Regions from separate parts of the Macaca mulatta genome. Here region 2 is linked to region 1. A link is a contact called in public Hi-C data. All regions are on one chromosome and are shown on one strand. Each heading gives the region's core, a stretch centred on a gene start, on an enhancer-like site or on the middle of the called end of the contact. The rest is flanking DNA. Distances are from core to core; before and after follow the strand shown.

The links. Hi-C and Micro-C count contacts between places; a contact is called where the count stands out from the background.
Region 2: a Hi-C map of fetal cortex germinal zone shows a contact between it and region 1, with 3 times the contacts expected there. The contact joins the promoter of LOC144341188 here to the promoter of NOA1 in region 1. A contact is called at or near these places in 2 of 14 Hi-C or Micro-C datasets (CD4 T cells and fetal cortex germinal zone).

Annotation. Positions count from the first base shown.
Region 1 is chr5:76,512,059-76,516,774 of T2T-MMU8v2.0, forward strand. NOA1 (nitric oxide associated 1) reads left to right here and starts at 2,209. Exons shown (of 7, transcript NM_001193688.2): 1 at 2,209-3,192. The coding sequence starts at 2,250. POLR2B (RNA polymerase II subunit B) reads right to left here and starts at 669. Exons shown (of 29, transcript NM_001261497.1): 1 at 601-669. The coding sequence starts at 619.
Region 2 is chr5:77,518,515-77,523,230 of T2T-MMU8v2.0, forward strand. It overlaps LOC144341188, which reads left to right and starts at 2,190. Exons shown (of 3, transcript XM_078003561.1): 1 at 2,190-2,670; 2 at 3,389-3,451. The coding sequence starts at 2,342. The coding sequence ends at 2,656. CEP135 (centrosomal protein 135) reads right to left here and starts at 2,571. Exons shown (of 26, transcript XM_028848572.2): 1 at 2,250-2,571.

The sequences.
Region 1 (4,716 bases), core at 959-3,458:
ATTATACATTGGTCCAGTGTAGCAGAATACATATCATCTGAGAACTGTGACATTGTGAGAACTGTGACACTGTGAGAAGAGGAAATTTAAACGCCATCCTTTAAGACAATTTACTTTGACTTACAAACAGCATGAAGAAATGTCAGACTAAACCGAGTCCTCCCACCCTCCCCCCCGATATTCTCTGTCCCGATATATTTCCAGGGCCTTCCACACTGCCTGACACAGGCTGACACTCAACACTTCAGCTATTCAGTAAGTCGACTGTGGCTTTAAGGAAAAATTTTAAAGGGTGCTCTTTGCTTCAAATTCAAAACCACGGAATTTATCTTACGGTTCTGCACGCTACTTCACTACAGGAAGCGAGGATCAGATCTAAGGGAACGAGAAAGTGCAGAGCAGCAGTGAACCTAACCGGGAACATTAACGCTGTGTTCCCTGCACCCTCTGCCTCTCCCTACCCCAGTTTCGTTCCCGGCCTGAAAGGTGTGGGAACAAGGCTAGGGACTGTCCGGCCGGCGGGAGGGAAGGCCCCAATCATCAATCCAATCAGTTCCCCAAGCTTCCCTGCTGGACCGCCGTGGCATGTGTTTCACCTACCCTCATCCGCGTCGTACATATTGCCAAACGGTTCCCGAGCTCCTAACTCGAAATCAAAGACAAAAAGCGCGCAGAAGCCACCAGCGTCGGGAGCTAAAGACCAAGTAACTTCCGTCTCCGACGTTCCCAGAATACTGTGCGTCTCACACAAGAGGCCGCCCACAGGGACGCCAAAGTTAGGATCTGCGCCTGCGCAAATTGTAGGGCAAGCTTGGGCGGGAGTTGGGTTGCACACGCGCAAATTGTGGGCCGCCGCTGCCGGTGGCTGATTGAGAGGACAGCTCCCGCAATCTGCTGTCGCATCCGTCCCGTTAATGTTTTATTTCTGCTTGTTTTTCAATGTCGTTGCACAAATAACGACACCTGAAAACAAAGCCAAGTATACTTATTAATAAAAAGTGCTCGTTCTGTGAATCCGCGACATTGGGATGCTCAATTGATTTGCCTTTATAAAGACCAAAACACGAAGCAATTTTTATTTTTATTTGTTTATTATTTTTTGAAATGGAGTCTCGTTCTGTTGCCCAGGCTGGAGTGCAGTGGAGCGATCTCGGCTCACTGCAACCTCCGTCTCCCGGGTTCAAGCGATTCTCCTGCCTCGGCCTCCCAAATAGCTGGGATTACAGGCGCGCGCCACCACGCCCGGCTAATTTTTGTATTTTTAGTAGAGACGGGGTTTCACCACGTTTGCCAGGCTGGTCTCGATCTCAGGTGATCCGCCCGCCTCGGCCTCCCAAGGTGCTGGGATTAGAGGCGAGCTGCCCGCTCGCCTACCGTTCCAGCCACGCGCCCGGCCAGAAGCTCCGTTTTGTTTTGTTTTGTTTTGTTTTGTTTGAGACGGAGTTTCGCTCTGTCGCCCAAGCTTGAGTGCAGTGGCGCGACCTCGGCTCACTGCAAGCTCCGCCTCCCGGGTTCACGCCATTCTCCTGCCTCAGCCTCCTGAGTAGCTGGGACTACAGGCGCCCGCCACCACGCCCGGTTTATTTTTTGTATTTTTAGTAGAGACAGGGTTTCGCCGTCTTAGCCAGGATGGTTTCGATCTCCTAACCTCATGATCCGCCCGCCTCGGCCTCCCAAAGTGCTGGGATCACAGGCGTGAGCCACCGCGCCCGGCCCGGAAGCTCCTTTTTAAATGTGATTTATTACGGGCGGCTTGGGCTAGCAGTGAGGCGTTAAGCCTGAAAGTGAAAAAACTCAAAACGCTCATCGCTCTCTTCTGCCCATCTAGCTCAATCCTCCAGTGCCTCCAATGCCTTTACTATAGCTTTAAGTAGGTTCTCAGTCTCGGCGCTTAAATCGCGAGAACTCACGAGATTAGACGCAAAACTAACCAGGACAGCTCCCAGGTACCCACTCGCTTTCGTCTCGGTTCTAACACGCGCGTCGCCTCGGGCCCTAGTACGCGTGCGCGCTTGTGACTCCGCCCCTTTGCCTGGAGCTACTTCCTCATGCTGCCCGCTCGCCTGCAGTTCAGGCTGCTGAGCCTTTTCTTTCGTGGATTCGCTCCCACGGCAGCGCGCCATGGCCTCCGGGAGCCGCTCTTGGGGAGGAGGCGCGCTGCCGCCTCCTCCTTCCAGCACTCATCGAGTCTGGGACGCGAGCTTCCTTATGACCCCGTGGACACGGAGGGCTTTGGAGAAGGTGCTGACATGCAGGAGCGTTTTCTGTTCCCGGAGTACATCCCGGAGCCGGAGCTGGAGCCCACCCGCGAAGAGCAGCTGCAGGAGCTCCAGCAACAGCAGGAGGAGGAGGAGCGACAGAGGCAGCAGCGGCGGGAGGAGCGGCGACAGCAAAACCTACGGACCAGGCCCCGGGAGCACCCGGTCGTGGGGCACCCGGACGCGGCAGTGCCGCCCAGCGGCGTGAACTGCTCGGGCTGCGGGGCAGAGCTGCACTGCCAGGATTCCGGCGTGCCCGGCTACCTGCCCTGCGACAAGTTCCTCCGCATGGCGGAGGCAGACGGCGGGCTGGCGCGGACCGTGTGCCAGCGATGCTGGCTGCTGGTGCACCACCGGCGCGCTCTACGCCTGCAGGTGAGCCGCGAGCAGTACCTGGAGCTGGTGAGCTCCGCGTTGCGGCGGCCCGGGCCTTCCCTGGTTCTCTACATGGTGGACCTGCTCGACCTGCCCGACGCCCTGCTGCCCGACTTGCCCGCGCTGGTGGGCCCCAAGCAGCTGATCGTGCTGGGAAACAAAGTGGACCTCCTGCCCCAGGATGCTCCTGGCTACCGGCAGAGGCTGCGGGAGCGACTGTGGGACGACTGTGCCCGGGCCGGGCTCCTGCTGGCCCCTGGCCACCAAGGGCCACAGATCCCCGTCAAGAACGAGCCACAGGACGGGGAGAATTCGAATCCGCCGAACTGGTCCCGCACGGTGGTCAGAGACGTGCGACTGATCAGCGCCAAGACCGGCTATGGAGTGGAAGAGTTGATCTCTGCCCTTCAGCGCTCCTGGCGCTACCGTGGGGACGTCTACTTAGTGGGCGCCACCAACGCCGGCAAATCCACTCTCTTTAACACGCTCCTGGAGTCCGATTACTGCACCGCCAAGGGCTCCGAGGCCATCGACAGAGCCACCATCTCCCCTTGGCCAGGTGAGTTTTAGGAGGCTCTCTCCCTCTTCGTTTTCTGACAAGGTGGACGTCTGGTCCTAGCTGAGGCACCGACTACATCCTCCCTTAATGTCCACTACGGGCTGCCGGTACCCTTCCCTTTACAAATTCTCTCCCCACTCTGGTCATACCTCTCTTCTGTGTCAGCTTACTGCTAGGAAAAATTCAGGATGTGTTGTAGTAATTTTCTAATTACAGTGTTTATGGAGCACTTCTCTGTTCCCAGTCACTAGGCACTGGAGATAGACCAGGGAACAAAACAAAGTTCCTGTTCTGGAGATCTGCTTTGTAACTTCTTTGTATATTGTTTCAGAAAGTGCGCGCCCTTTTTACTGTCTGAACCTAATGAAATTTGTGGGTTTTTTTGTTTGTTTTGTTTTTGAGACAGAGCCTCACTCTGTCGCCTAGGCTGGAGTTCAGTGGCGTGAGATCTCAGCTCACTGCAACCTCCTCCTCCGGAGTTCAAGAGATTCTCCTCCCTCAGCCTCCTGAGTAACGGGGATTACAGGCACACGCCACTATGCCCAGCTAATTTTTGTAATTTTAGTAGAGACGGGGTTTCACCATGTTGGTCAGGCTGGTCTCGAACTCCTGACCTCGTGATCCGCCCGCCTCGGCATCCCACAGTGCTGGGATTACAGGCGTGAGCCGCCGCACTCGGCCTAATTTTTGTATTTTTAGTAGAGATGGGGTTTCACCATGTCGGTCAGGCTGGTCTCGAACTCCTGGCCTCACGTGATCTGCCCACCTTGGCCTCCCAAAGCGCCGAGATTACGGGTAAGCACCACCATGCCCAGCTAATTTTTGTATCTTTGGTAAAAACAGGGTTTCACCACGTTGGCCAGGCAGGTCTCCAACTCCTGACCTCAAGTGATCTACCCACCTCATCCTCCCAAAGTGCTGGGATTACAGGTGTGAGCCACCACTCCTGGCTCATTAGTGCAATTTGATGTGTGGCTTCGCTGGGCTCAGTGGCTCACATCTGTAATTCTAGCTTTTTTTTTTTTTTTTTTTTTGAGACAGAGTCTCACTCTGTCACCCAGGTTGGAGTGCAGTGGTGTGATCTCACCTCACCGCAACCCTTGCCTCCCGGGTTCAAGCAATTCTCCTGCCTCAACCTCCCGAGTAGCTGGACTACAGGCACACACCACCACACCCAGCTAATTTTTTGTATTTTTAGTAGAGAGGGGGGTTTCACCATGTTGGCCAGGCTGGTCTGGAACTCCTGACCTCAAGTGATCCACCCGCTTGGGACTCCCGAAGTGCTGGGATTACAGATGTGAGCCACCACGCCCAGCCAGGTTTAAATTTAAGTTTACAAAACTGACTGCCCTATTTGTTCCCTTGAAACCAGAGTTTCATTTAGTAAGCTGCTCTTCTCTGTCTTGCACTTTGAATTTTACACAAATATTACTTTTATACTGAATGGTAATGTGATGAAAATTGAAAGAAATCGGGCCTATAGATTTTGGATTCAAATTCTGGTTTCCCCTGTGAGCTAATCTC
Region 2 (4,716 bases), core at 940-3,439, 1.0 Mb after region 1:
CCTGTGATTCTATTCCCAGGTATTTATAGAAATAAAAAATATCCACAAAAAGACTCTACAAGAACGTTACTCATAGTAGTCCCAAATTGGAAACAACCTAAACCCCCATCAACAGCAGAAGGCATAAACTATGATATATTTATACAATGCAATATTAAGGGATTAAAGAAACTACTGATATACATCAACAGCATGGATGAATCTCAGAAACATTATTTGAGCAAAAAAAACCAGACATGCACTGTATGACTCCATTTATACGCAGTTGATGAACAAGTAAAATTAAACCATGGGGTCAGAAATCAAAACAGATGTCTGGGGAGGTGAGGCGGGCTGCAGATTGCCTGTTAGAGTTAAGAGACAACTTTTTAGGATAATGAAAATATTACATTGATTGGGGTAGTGGTTACACAAGTGTATACATTTAGAGAATGTACTTTTCAAATAGTACACTTAAGCTCTGTGCATTTCACCATGTAAATTTCACTTCAGTTAAAAAAAAGACACACATAAGTACCTCTGTTCAAGTTCTTATCTTTGTCTTTTTAAATATTTATAAATATATTCCTATCAATCTGTCCTAAAATGGAGTTATCCAAAGATCATTTCTTTTTTTCAATTTTAATTTTTACCTTTTTTAGAGAGAGGGTCTTGCTATGTTGCCCAGGCTGGTCTCCAACTCCTGAGCTCAAGGTATTCTCCCACCTCTACCTCCCAAGTGCTAGGTTTACAGGTGTGAGCCAATACGCTCAGCCCAAATATCATTTCTTTAGAAACTTTGCTCTTTTCTAACCTTTGCTAACTAACTGCAGTCATGGTACTCACATTTCTAAGCCAAATAAAAATTTTGTTTTACATCTGTTGTTCTTCACAATATATTAAAAATGCATTACATGCATGAGCATACATGTAAAAGCCGATCCTCACAACTACCCGGTGAGGGAGAAAGACCAATGATAACATCCCTACTTAAACATGAGGAAAGGCTGCCTCAAGAAAGTAACTCTTCCAAAACCACGGGGCCACAAAGTAGGTGGGCAGTCATCAGAGACCAGGTCTCCTGAGTCCTGGTCCAGCACTCTGGTTTCTGTACCATGCTTCCTCAACTTACCAAATCATTTCTAAATCAGTCACTCTCCTTGGTGACTCCTTTCTGTGTATCTTTCTCTTTGCTCTTGTTAACTTTTCTTGAATCGCTTCCTAATGGATTTCCTAGGTTCCTTCCACAAGAGACACCTAAGTGATGCAGGGTTTTTAGGGAAATTCCTGCAGACATCAGAAATAGACCTGACAAATCCAGGTGTATTGCTAGCAGGGTGTAAACTTAAAGGGGTGCACCACTCAAAACATTTCCCCTCTTTGCTACCAACTCCAGTTACCCAGAGATAATACCTCCTCACATCCTGCTTTGGAGGGGAGAGAATGAGAATGAATACGAATCAATAAATCATGGGCAGGGCCTCAATACACAGGACAGATTAAAATCCTCCCAGACAGAAACATGTTAGGCCATCCCCACCCATGAACTGTTGCCTTCCCCGCCTTCCCCCGTAACCCCATCCAAATATGGCGGCTATACTCTAAGTTTCTAGCAAAGCAACATAAAAGGTTCGGTTTGGGAGTCACCCATACATATATGTGTAGAAGTATCTGGGGGTTGGCGTTTGAAAACCAGTACATTTAATGCTGTATGTACGTGTGCACAGGGGTTAAAAAAACAAAACCGCAAACAACAAAGAAACCCGTTAGCTGTGGTTATCTCGGAGTCCCTTCGTATTGAACTCAAAGTAGTAAAGGCTGGAAAGCAGTGGAGAGGCTTCAAAGGAGCTGGGTGAAGGTTAATTAAAGGCTGTCGTCCTACGCTTTGGGACATTTTTGTTACAAAGAGCATGGATGATTGTGACACTGAGACGGCATTTTAATGTTTAAATCGAACCATTGGTCAACAGCAAGCCCGTCTGCACGGCCTACACTGACGCTCCGTGACAAGTCGGCCCAAGCTCTCCTCCGGCCAATCTCCGGTTTGCAACTTTACCGTCGGGTGTTGACAGGAAGGAGGTGTGGGGGCGGGGTGGGTGGGAAGAGTCCCCGCACCCCTCCCCACCCGGTCCGACCCGGCCCGGCCTCACTTCCTCCCGCGGCCGCGCGACCTCCCGGCAGCTCCCGAGCCCGGCCCCCGGGTACCGCCCAGAAGGCGAAGGCGCCACCACCGCCGCAGCTGGACCCCTCGCTCCCAGGGCCGGACTCACCGGCAGCTTCAGCCGCATTGCCCTCGGGCCTCGATTTCCCCCACTAGCTCCTTCCCCCCAAGCACGGGCTCCGGTGCTAGGGCAGTTTGAAAATGGCGCGGAGGGACGATCCGGGACGACACGGAGGAGGCGCCGCGGTTGCCCCGGTAACGGGAGCGGCGGACGGTGCGCGGCTCGCGGCGGGGACGCGCTTGGAGATAGCGGCGCCCCAGTGCCCGGAAATGCAACGGCCCGGACAGCGCGAGGCCACGGCGCCCCCTGGAGGTCGGCGCCCGCGGCCGTCAAATGCCAAACCTCAGCTAGTGCCTGAGCTGGCATCCTCTTCCTCCTGTCGGCGGGAGGTTTGGATCACCTACTGCGTATGCGGCGAAAACGCCGCCCCAGTACCGGACCCTGCAGCGGAGTAGTCTTCACTTGCAAGGTGAACGCCTGCTCACCACGTAATCCCCAAACGCAGATAACACGTTGTCTCTGCAACTTTTCCTGACAACCATCCAATGCAATTAATTGTCCCACAATAGTATCTCCCTGAGGCGCTGTGTAGATCCATGGAATTCATCCATCAAAATACAATCATTTGTTGATCTGTCTCTCCCTGCCGCCACCAACTGTGAATTCCTTGAGTCGGAGACTGTTTTACTCAGCAAAACATTTGTGAGTGAGTGGAATTAAATTGAAATAAACTGTTATAGTCCACTCCCAGATGGAAAACACATAGTAAAATCCTAGAATTCCATTTCTCCCCTGAAAATTTCCCAGACGATCAGAGGGAGTTTCATTCTTTACTGTTTACTTTTCTCCCAAATAGGCCTTCTGAGGCAGCAGAATAGGGAAGGAAGTCAGAAGACTGACCAGCTCATACATATGAAATGCATATCGTACATACACTTAAAATCATGGCAAACTCACGCAGGCGCACTGAGAGAGAAAAACAACAAGAAAACGGATATGACAATTATAGGAAATCCCCTCCCTAGAGTTAAGGAAGAGTAGGAAGTGGGCATAAAAGAACAAAGGCTATTTTAATCCAGGGCTGATACCACTTGAAAATCAGCCCGTTCGTCTCTCTGGAACATTCTTTGCTTAATAAATTTTGTGGAGTGGTTATTTGTGAGTCTCATCCAATTCTTTGTTCACAGCACCAAGAACCTGGAACTCCCAACTTCCAATCTGGTAACATATTTTGGTGAGCCAGCCAGTAGGTAAGCCCAAAAGAACTGGGACTTTTTATTTTCTTTCCTTTTTGCTTCAGCTCTTTCACTTTGATTTAAAGCTGCCTTTTGCTGGCACAGATTGGGCAGTTAAGAGCCAAAAAGGCACCGGCCACTTGAAGACTCCCATTGTTGTGGGAAAGCAGAGGATCAGAGAGACCAATGGGTGGAGCAGGAAGACTTTATTAGGTGTGCACTGGCTCAGTGGATTTGCATCCAAAAAGCTGAGCCCTGAACAAAGACAGAGCTTGGCTTATATAGGCTAAACTACAGAAGCAGAACCAAGGCAGTAAATCATACAGTGACAGGTTTAGTAATGTATAGCATAACTGCTGACTTCGCATAACTTGTGGCTTTGCTTAGCCCGTGGCCTTGCAGCTGTGTCAAAAGAAAAACGGGAACCTACAAATCTTGCTAAACACAGGCAAAAATAGTCATAATTAATGGTCTAAAGAAAGAGAAACAGTAAAGGAATTTGTTTTTCTTAACCATTGCTCGGGGGTGTTTGGAGCTCATTCCTGGCTTCTTAGACTAGGTCACCATGACTTTCCTATAGCCTTGCTTGTTACTATTCTTAGAATGAGTAAATGCAGTACAAAACTTATTTCTTTCTTTAAATTCCTGCCTCAACGTGACAGGATAACCTGATTGGGGAATGGAACAGATAAGTCCCACCAGGTACAAGATCAATCCCTGCAACAGTGAGATGCATGTTTGTGCGGCTATAATTATTACATTATTTGCTGCTTGTTTTTTTTGTTTTTTGTTTATTTGTTTGTTTTTGAGATGGCGTCTCACTCTGTCGCCCAGGCTGGAGTGCAGTGGTGTGATCTCGGCTCACTGCAAACTTTGCCTCCTGGGATCAAGCAATTCTCCTGCCTTAGCCTCCTGAGTAGCTGGGATTACAGGCGCCCGCCACCAAGCCTGGCTAATTTTTGTATTTTTAGTAGAGACAGGGTTTCACCATCCTGACCTCAGGTGATCCGCCCACCTCGGCCTCCCAAAGTGCTGGTATTTACAGGTATGAGCTACCATGCCCGGTCAGCCACCATGCCCGGCCTTGCTGTCTGTTTTAATTTTTTTTCTTTTCTTCATTTGTGTTGGGATATCATGTTTAGACCAATTAGAGATATCCCCCAAACCCAAAGGGCCAGGGCAATAGGTAACTGTCTGTGGGAAGCCCAAGGGTTAGCATCAGCCCGAAGATTAGGGCCAACCACCTGGATAATGAGAGTACCCTGCTTCTTCTGTGAGGG